2 separate regions of the Mus musculus genome follow, and region 1 is linked to region 2. The links are chromatin contacts, called in public promoter capture Hi-C maps. All regions are on one chromosome and are shown on one strand. Each heading gives the region's core, a stretch centred on a gene start, on an enhancer-like site or on the middle of the called end of the contact. The rest is flanking DNA. Distances are from core to core; before and after follow the strand shown.

Evidence for each region. Capture Hi-C pulls out chosen DNA fragments and counts their contacts.
Region 1: a promoter capture Hi-C map of adipose tissue shows a contact between it and region 2. The contact joins the promoter of 1700007J10Rik here to the promoter of Nlrp3 in region 2. A contact is called at or near these places in 16 of 39 promoter capture datasets (3T3-L1-derived adipocytes, the C10 cell line, the HPC-7 cell line and 8 more), 5 of 15 datasets of contacts at CTCF or cohesin (the NIH/3T3 cell line, embryonic stem cells, large pre-B cells and 1 more), 61 of 484 Hi-C or Micro-C datasets (3T3-L1-derived adipocytes, the AML12 cell line, B cells and 36 more), 7 of 115 datasets of contacts at active chromatin or transcription factors (T-cell acute lymphoblastic leukemia, astrocytes, bone marrow-derived dendritic cells and 3 more) and 3 of 9 other capture datasets (adipose tissue, liver and pancreatic islet).

Annotation. Positions count from the first base shown.
Region 1 is chr11:59,738,566-59,742,808 of GRCm38.p6, forward strand. 1700007J10Rik (RIKEN cDNA 1700007J10 gene) reads right to left here and starts at 1,589. Exons shown (of 6, transcript NR_045476.1): 1 at 1,473-1,589. Mprip (myosin phosphatase Rho interacting protein) reads left to right here. Exons shown (of 24, transcript NM_001368931.1): 8 at 2,555-2,696; 9 at 3,426-3,533.
Region 2 is chr11:59,540,096-59,544,052 of GRCm38.p6, forward strand. It overlaps Nlrp3 (NLR family, pyrin domain containing 3), which reads left to right and starts at 2,591. Exons shown (of 10, transcript NM_145827.4): 1 at 2,591-2,772; 2 at 2,974-3,294. The coding sequence starts at 3,018.

The sequences.
Region 1 (4,243 bases), core at 339-2,838, 200 kb after region 2:
CACAGTCCAACAGTGGCTCAGGAAAGCACCTGTTACTCTTACCCTTGCTTCAAGGATGTGAAAACTTGGGTGACCCCCATCCCTCATGGTGAATAACAGCTAGTGGGTGGGCCTTCAGCAGGAAGTCTCTGATTCTATGATAGGAACCAGCATCAGAGCTCCTGATGTCCTTCTAAAGCATGTGGGTAGCAGAAATGAAAGGTCTTGTTAACCATTAAGGAGGCCTTCAGGGTGGGCAGGGGCAGGTTTGCGCTGGCTGCTGAGCAGGCTAATTCTGATGGTTCCAAAATGGGGTCAACTATGCTTTACGTTTAGTGGCAGGCCAGAGTTAACATTTTGCCCACCTGCTTGGCTAGGCTCCTTGTCAGAGATGTTAATTTTGAATGCATTCTTGTCTACCTGCCTGAGATAGATGCAGTCTCTAGGCTTTGTTCTTGCATGTTCTTCACCACTATGGGGATGATTCTCAGCTGGTGTTGGTGCCTGGACTACTTCTGCACATTAACCCTGTAACTATCCCTTCCTGAATGATCTTGCTGGTTGGTGTTGCTCTTTGAGGACTGCTATCTGAGGCCCAAGTAGTCCACCTGGTGCTGGACTGGATCCTGGTCTCTGATAAGTTAGAGTGACAAGATGCCAGTTACTTTGCATTGAGTTACTGTAGCCAAGACAGACCTGCCACACAGTAAGGAAGTTGAAAACCTCAGGGTTACTTTTGGAAAACTTCAGTAAGCCAGTAAGCAACCCTACCTGAGTACCAGCAGCCCTGAGCTTGGAATTTGCTCTTGAGACTTCTGAGCCTTTGAAGGAGTTCTTATAGGAGGTTCTTAGACCTGTGTCTGCTAAGTGTGGAGATCCTTATAACACTTTTAGTGACTAACAGAAAGCTAATGGAACTCTGACCTCTCCACCTTGTCAGAGTAGCTTGAGTGAAGCTACTCTGTCACCTCTATTGTTTCAGAAACACCAACTTAGCCACAGAGAACTAGCTATATGCAGAGGTTGCCCAAGCTCCTGGTCTCATCATGTCTTGGCAGCATCTCTGTCAAGCAGCTATAGCAAGTCCCCCCAAGCAAGTAGTTTCTCATGCTAACTACTCTGCTTGGAACCCTATAAACCTATATTCCATGGTGCCAGTCTGGCCTGGCACAGCCCTCCTACTATCCTGGGGCCTTGAAGTACTCTAGCCAGATACAGTGCTCTCAGCCCGAGAAGAAACAGCGGCCCTGGGATGGTGGTGTCCAGCTCTTCTGCAGCAGTCTAGCTATACAGGACACCTTGGCTGCACTTAAAAGATTTTCCTCTACCTGGCAGCCAGCAGCTGCTTAGCTCACTGCTTTCCCAGCCAGTCTCCTCACCTCAGCCTCTATAGGCACAGCAAGCTAACCCAGCACCAGTCTTCTAACGACCCCGAGTATGGAGGCAGAACACACACAAGCCCTCCTGAGCCCTGGCTGCCTTTGCCCTCTTACCTCCCTTGAGGAAAGGAACTGTTAAGGAAGATTTGTAGTGACCTCTGAAAAGAGAGGTTCCTGGGTTCTAGGCCATGACTTCCTCTTGCCTATTAGAGATTTTAACTTTCTGAAAGGGACCTTTATCACTTCCTCTCAGCTCCACACCACTGGTTCAGAATGCATGCCACGCCCACGCTCATTGTGAGGGAGTAGGCTGTCCCTAGGAGAGCAGGCCTTAGGTTTGGTGAGAAGAGACCATCCTCCCAGCAGGTTGAAATCAGCTCTCAGAGCCCAGGTAGGCAGCCCAAGTCTTCTGCCTAATCCCTCAAGGGGACTCCTTAGGCTATGTGGTAATTATGGGTTTCCTCTCTTCAGCCATTACCTTGGGGTTTGCTGCTTTAAATCTTAGATAACTTTGATTTATCATGATTTGAATTTTAAAAGCAGTCTTTTTCTGTTCATTCATTTCCCAGCCTTATTTTCTTTCAGGTCTTGCCCTCTCCACCCTCTGCTGTGTTCGCGCCTCCTCCACCTGCTTCGCTTCCATCTCAGCTCCGTCGTCCCAGCCACAGACCGCCTGACAAGGCCGCTGGCCTTTCACATGAAATCAACTGCTTTGTTTTATTTTGATTTTGATTCCTTTTAATGTTAGCAGAAACTGTTAATTCATGGGCTTTTATCTTGCTAAATTTTGAACACCCTACTGTGGGGTGCATTATAACTAGAGGGTGCAATGTTTGCGGAGGTGGTGGTTGTCCTTCATTGTATCTGACTCAGGGAGGTTACCAAGGTGTACCAAGCTGTATGAGTCCAATGTTGGAGCAGGGCCAGTGCAGGCCCAGTGTGGAAAGGTTCTATGGCTGTTCCAGCCCAGCGTGAATGGGGGAAAGTGGAGCTCAAGTAGACTGAATCTGTGCCCTAAGTCCTATCAGTACTGTGTAAGCAGTGCCTCACTTGTTTAACAGAAAGGCTAACACTGGAGCCCAGTGAGGTAGGCCAGGTGTGCAAGCTGACTACAGGAGCCCCTACTGGACTTGAGACGAAGTCCACCTTGGGAACGGGGAGACTCGAGTTCAGCAGCTTCATGTCCTCTTTTGTAGGAGGTCCCAGGTAATTGAGAAATTTGAGGCCTTGGACATTGAAAAAGCAGAGCACATGGAAACCAACATGCTGATTCTGACCACTCCATCAAGTGACACTCGTCAGGGCCGCAGTGAGAGACGGGCCATCCCTAGAAAGCGGGTGAGCTCCAGTGTGGGGCCAAGTGGGGCCTTTGGCAGCATGGCTTGGGTCTGGGGAACACAGTGCCGTACATGTTCTGAGTCCCATACATACCAGGGACATGTTTCTTCTGGGCCTCTACTCTGTTCCTTTCCAGTTAGCCTCTTGAGCATCAGCCTGTCTTCCACATCTCCCTCCTACAGCGTTAGCCTTCTGTGCCACAAGGTGCTTCAATGAGTTTTAGATCCCAGTTGTAACTAGCACAATTTCTTCCCACTGAGGCCACCCAGGAACAAAGCCGAATATGATACCTTTTTCCTTCTTTTGTTTTTGGAGTGGCAAGCTGTACCCTCGTTTCTCTGCTTAGCCTACAAGGTCCATCAGACCTCAGCCGTCCTCCTCCTCCTCCTCCTCCCAGATTCCTCCAGCCTTTTGCCCACCTGCCTCTTCTGTGGCCTGCTGTACCCAAGATCTTCTTTCCAGTTTCTTTGTTGCTCACGAGGTGCCTGCTGTCTGTCTTCTGTAACCTGAGAAGCTGCAAAATTGGGTGGGACCAGTGATAACCAGGCATCCAAAGAAAAGGCTGCTCTACTGACCAAAGCATGCCAGGACATGGGTCATCCCAGAACCTGCTGTGGGGCCTAGACAGCACTGCCCCACTCAAGGAGGGATGAACTACCCAACTTGTTGTCCCCATGCGTGCCCAGGCTGCCTTGAGCTGTACTGATGGGTGGCTGCTCTCTGCCACAGGACTTTGCCAGCGAAGCCCCCACAGCTCCTCTCTCAGATGCTTGTCCCCTGTCTCCACACCGAAGAGCCAAGTCATTGGACAGGAGGTCCACAGAATCCTCCATGACGGTGAGCCCAGGCCACGTGCCAAGTTCTCTGGAGATCTGTGCCACTACCACTGCTGCTTCTGGCCACTCTGGGCTCTGTCCATTTATGTCTTTATGTCCACACTGGCCCTCCCTCTGTACCACCCTTATGCCTGTGAGTGCCCCACCCACTGGTCTGCAACCCATTGGCAACTGACCATTCTTCCCTCTCCTGGGTCCACCAGGACTGGGGGCTGTGTGGCACCCTGAGTAGCAGCACATGGAGGTCTCTGCACAGGCGGCTGCACAAGGCCACTGCGGGTGTAAAGCCCCAACTTGACCTCTACTGTCTTGCTTTTGGTGTTTATTTTTGTGGCACTTTGGAACAGGATCCATGTGGTGTTGACAGTTTGTCCCATTTGAGGGTATGTACAGGAATGAAGCTGCAGACAAAGTTCGGCCTGGTTCCTCAGCACAGCCTACAGCCTTCCAGGAGACGTGGCACACTTACCAGCTCTCATCCCCCAGCCAGAGCAGGTTCTCTATCAGCTCAGCTGGTAGCCACTATTCCTGGCAACCACCAGAGACCCAGAGAGGAACGAGCCACAGGGACCAGCTTCCACCATTCCTTGAGGCAGGCACAACAATGATAACCACAGCAGAAGGTTTAAGAATCTTTCATAGAGCAGCAGCTCAGCAGGCAGTGAGCGGGCCTTCATCCCAAGTCTCCTGAAGCAACAGCTGTGCACCATC
Region 2 (3,957 bases), core at 1,341-3,840:
CGGGTTTCAGAGATTGGACTGGGGCCATCTTTTACTTGCTGAGCCATCTTGCTGACCCTTCACCAACTCTTATGTGGGACTGGGGACCAAATTGAGGGCTTCATACATTCCAGGAAAGTACTCTATCTACGCTCTGTCTACAGCTTCTTGTCATTTTGATTTGCTATTATCTGAGGACTGGTGACGTTGAACACACACTCCTGTGGGCTTTTGACTTCCTTTTTTGAGTGGTGTTTGCTCATCCTCCTATGATGGAGTTGAATGAGAGTCTTGCATATTTTTGCTATTAACTGCTTATCTAACCTGTGGTTTACAAATGTCTTCTTCAAGGTCATTAGTGGCTTCTTTGAGCCACTCTTGTGTCCTCAGAGCTTTTGAGTTCGATTGATTGGTCTTGGTAGCTTATTTTGCCTCTTGCTGTGTTGCTTTTTGGGAGATGCCTAAAAACCTTCACTACTGTATCAACAGGCTTTCCCTGTCTTCTAGGCTTTTGGGGCTTCAGATCTGCTTAGGCCTTTAGCACTCTGAGTGGATTTAAATGTGGTGTGAGATCAGATAGTTTTATTCTTCAGCATGTAACTATCCAGATTTCTGGAGACCAACCTAGTAATGCTTTTTGCGTTTTGCAGTACTTGGGACCCAGTCGTTGGGCATACCCAGGGTCTTGGGCACGCTCAGTAAGGCAGGGGGCTCCTGTCTTCCTGAGTCTGGCTGGTCTGCTTCTCTTCAGCCTTAGCATTTGCATTCCTGTTGCTTCTGTCCCTGAATCAGCAGAGTCTCTGCCCTTTCACCTGTAGAGTAGCATGAGGAGCTGCCTCATTCAGGACACTGAGAGAGTACCTCTTGCTCAGAGTTGGTTGGAGTCTCTGCCATGGTCAGACAGTGGTTCTACAGTGACCAAGGGTGGCAGAGAAGCAGGTCTGAGCGGCCATCAGTTCCCTTGTCCTTCGGGGTGTAAAGAAAGCCAAGCACTTTGGCTTTTTCCTGGGACACAGCCACCTCAGCCTGACAGGTGAGACCAAAAGTCATGGAGTAAGACTTATGCTTTTAAAACTAACAGGAGATGGAGAACACTTGGAGCTGCGTGCTGACCACCTCCATGCCAGGAGAAAGAAATTAGAATCTAGGGTTTCAAAGCCTGATTCTGTCCTCAGCTCTCCACACACTGGTTCTGCTTGCCACTGCTTATGTCCCCCTCTCTGGGATCCTAGGCCTCACTGAGCTGCTCGCTGCCTGTGCTGAGCCCTGAGGTTTCACTTTTTCCCATTGTTTCTAAAGGCTTCTGCAGGGAACCCCCGGGAATTCTGGTCTGCAGCTTAGGCTTACACTCAGAACTCTATTGCTTGGGTTTGGAAAATCCATCCAGATGAGTAACTGCCAATCCGTCTTTGACAGTGATGCAAGCTTGTTCACGTCTTGAAGCCACATCCTTCCTGTCTCCAGTGTCACAGTGACCCCTATATATTTATCTCATTTCCCCTTTATTTGTACCCAAGGCTGCTATCTGGGTGAGTACAATGTCATGGAGCAGAGTGGATAAAAGGTCCAGGGTATTTTTAATGGCATGATTTATCTTAGTCAATAGACAAGGAATTTCTTTTAGACTCATCTAACATTAAGGTATTTCTGGGATGTTCTGTTTGCTGTTACGTGGTTCATGCATGTTAGGGAGGTGTGTGTGCGCGTGAGCGCTCACAGAAGAAGCAATTATAGCTCCCTAGGACTTAAACAGCATCTACTCAGGGTGGCAGAGGGTGGACTGCCTGTGAGGGGGGGAATGTGCTGGAAGCCCAGGGGGCAGCTAATGTAAAGAGCAAATCTGTTGTGGCAGGTCTTAGCAGCAGGGGGCAGAGGGCTGAGAACTCCTGGGAAAGACTAGGAACTGAGGGGTCAAAAGTCTAGGAGGATCTGTGGAGCTGGGGCAGCAGTCAGCAAGAACACTAGAGATGACAGAAAGATGTGAGGTGCGGCAGGAGACAGGGAGAGGAGATGCAAGAGTGGACACGAGACAGGTACATCGAGCTTGGGGCACCTTCAATGTCATCTTGCTGTCACATGAATATCAATTCGGAGGCCATCACCACCTTTCAGGCACTTTCCTCTACCATCTATGGCTTCAGTCTGAGAAAGCCACTTAGTGTCTCTACCACTCAGCAGAAGGAACCTACACACCTCAGTGGAGAAACTAGATGAGAAGAGTAAAAAGAATCAGGGCAGCATCTAGGCCCAGAGTTCTGACTAAATGTGAATCACGATGCTCGTTATAGATGTGAGATGTTAAAGAGCCGTTAAAGCGATGTACGCATGTAGTCTTCCTCTTTATATGCACACAATTCCACCTGATCGGGTTCTGTCTGTCAGTGGGAAATAGAGGAACACTGAAGGGTTAGCTGTCAGCCCGTCTGGGCTGTGAGTCCTCACCTTGGTGCTCTGGGGTTATTATAGCTTATTTTCTCCTGGCTTCCTCCTTCCTTTGAAAATAAAAGCAAGAAACCAGGGCTTTCCATTAAAAGAAATCGGGAAGCAATCTCTTCTGCTTTCTCAGTGTCTGAAGGAGGAAGCTGAGGTTGAGAAACAGTGAAGGCTGTGCCCAGGTCCTAGCCTCGTCACCATGGGTTCTGGTCAGACACGAGTCCTGGTGACTTTGTATATGCGTGTTCTCTGTATACCACATCTGATTGTGTTAATGGCTTTCTTATTTTTATCTCTACAGAGGAACTTTTCTTCCATGGCTCAGGACATACGTCTGGATCAAGCTAAGAGAACTTTCTGGTAAACATTTGGCTTACTCAGTTCTTACTAAGTCAGAGATGGTGATTCATTAAAAACCTGTACCAATCTATGGGGTACCCTTAGAGGTTTCAATATTAGCATCTAGTTTCCTGTGTTTCTGATAACTTCGTTTTCTGGAAGTGGAGACTTTTAATACCATTCTTCTTTACTCCCATGGGGTTTTCATTCCTGCACTGCCAGTGTGGACCTAAGCCCCGAGACCCTCGAAAGGGCTGCTGCTGAAGATGACGAGTGTCCGTTGCAAGCTGGCTCAGTATCTAGAGGACCTTGAAGATGTGGACCTCAAGAAATTCAAAATGCATTTGGAAGATTACCCGCCCGAGAAAGGCTGTATCCCAGTCCCCAGGGGCCAGATGGAGAAGGCAGATCACTTGGATCTAGCCACACTCATGATTGACTTCAATGGCGAGGAGAAGGCCTGGGCCATGGCTGTGTGGATCTTTGCTGCGATCAACAGGCGAGACCTCTGGGAAAAAGCTAAGAAGGACCAGCCAGAGTGGAGTGAGTAAACAGAAGGGTTTTTGGTTTTGTTTGTTTGTTTGTTTGTTTCTTACAGTAAGGTACACGTGACATAAAAGGTGGAATTTTAGTAATTTTACATATATGGCTTAGCAACAAGAAAACATATGGTTGTGCAACCAACTTCTCATCTTGCACAACTGAAGCTCCCAACACACTAGATGATAAGTCCCCATTACCTAACCCCATCTCCTAGCAACCACCGCTGTTTTCTGTCCCTGTGAACTTTACCTCTATGGATTCCTCGTGCAGGTAGATTCATGGAGGGCTTGTTTCTTTTGGCTGGCTTACTTCACTTAGCATAATGTGTTCAGGTACATCAGAATTTCCTTCTTAAAAAAGGTTAATGTTGAATATTCATGTGTGTCTATTACATTGTGCTTGTCTCATCTGTGCATATCCATTTGCTATGGATAACTATGTCTATTCAACATCTTCAGTTCTCTGGTTTTGAGTTCGAGTCTCAAGTATCCCAGGCTGGCTCCAAACACAGAATCCTCTTTTCTCTGACCATGGGTTTTCCTTCTCTCCTGCAGGGGTACGGGAGGGTGAGGGTCAGAGGGAGGGGAGCAGTGTGGTTTTCTTAATTCTGTAAAAACTCCGGTCTCAGTCTTCACTCACTCGCAGGTGACTGTTGTGGCTGGT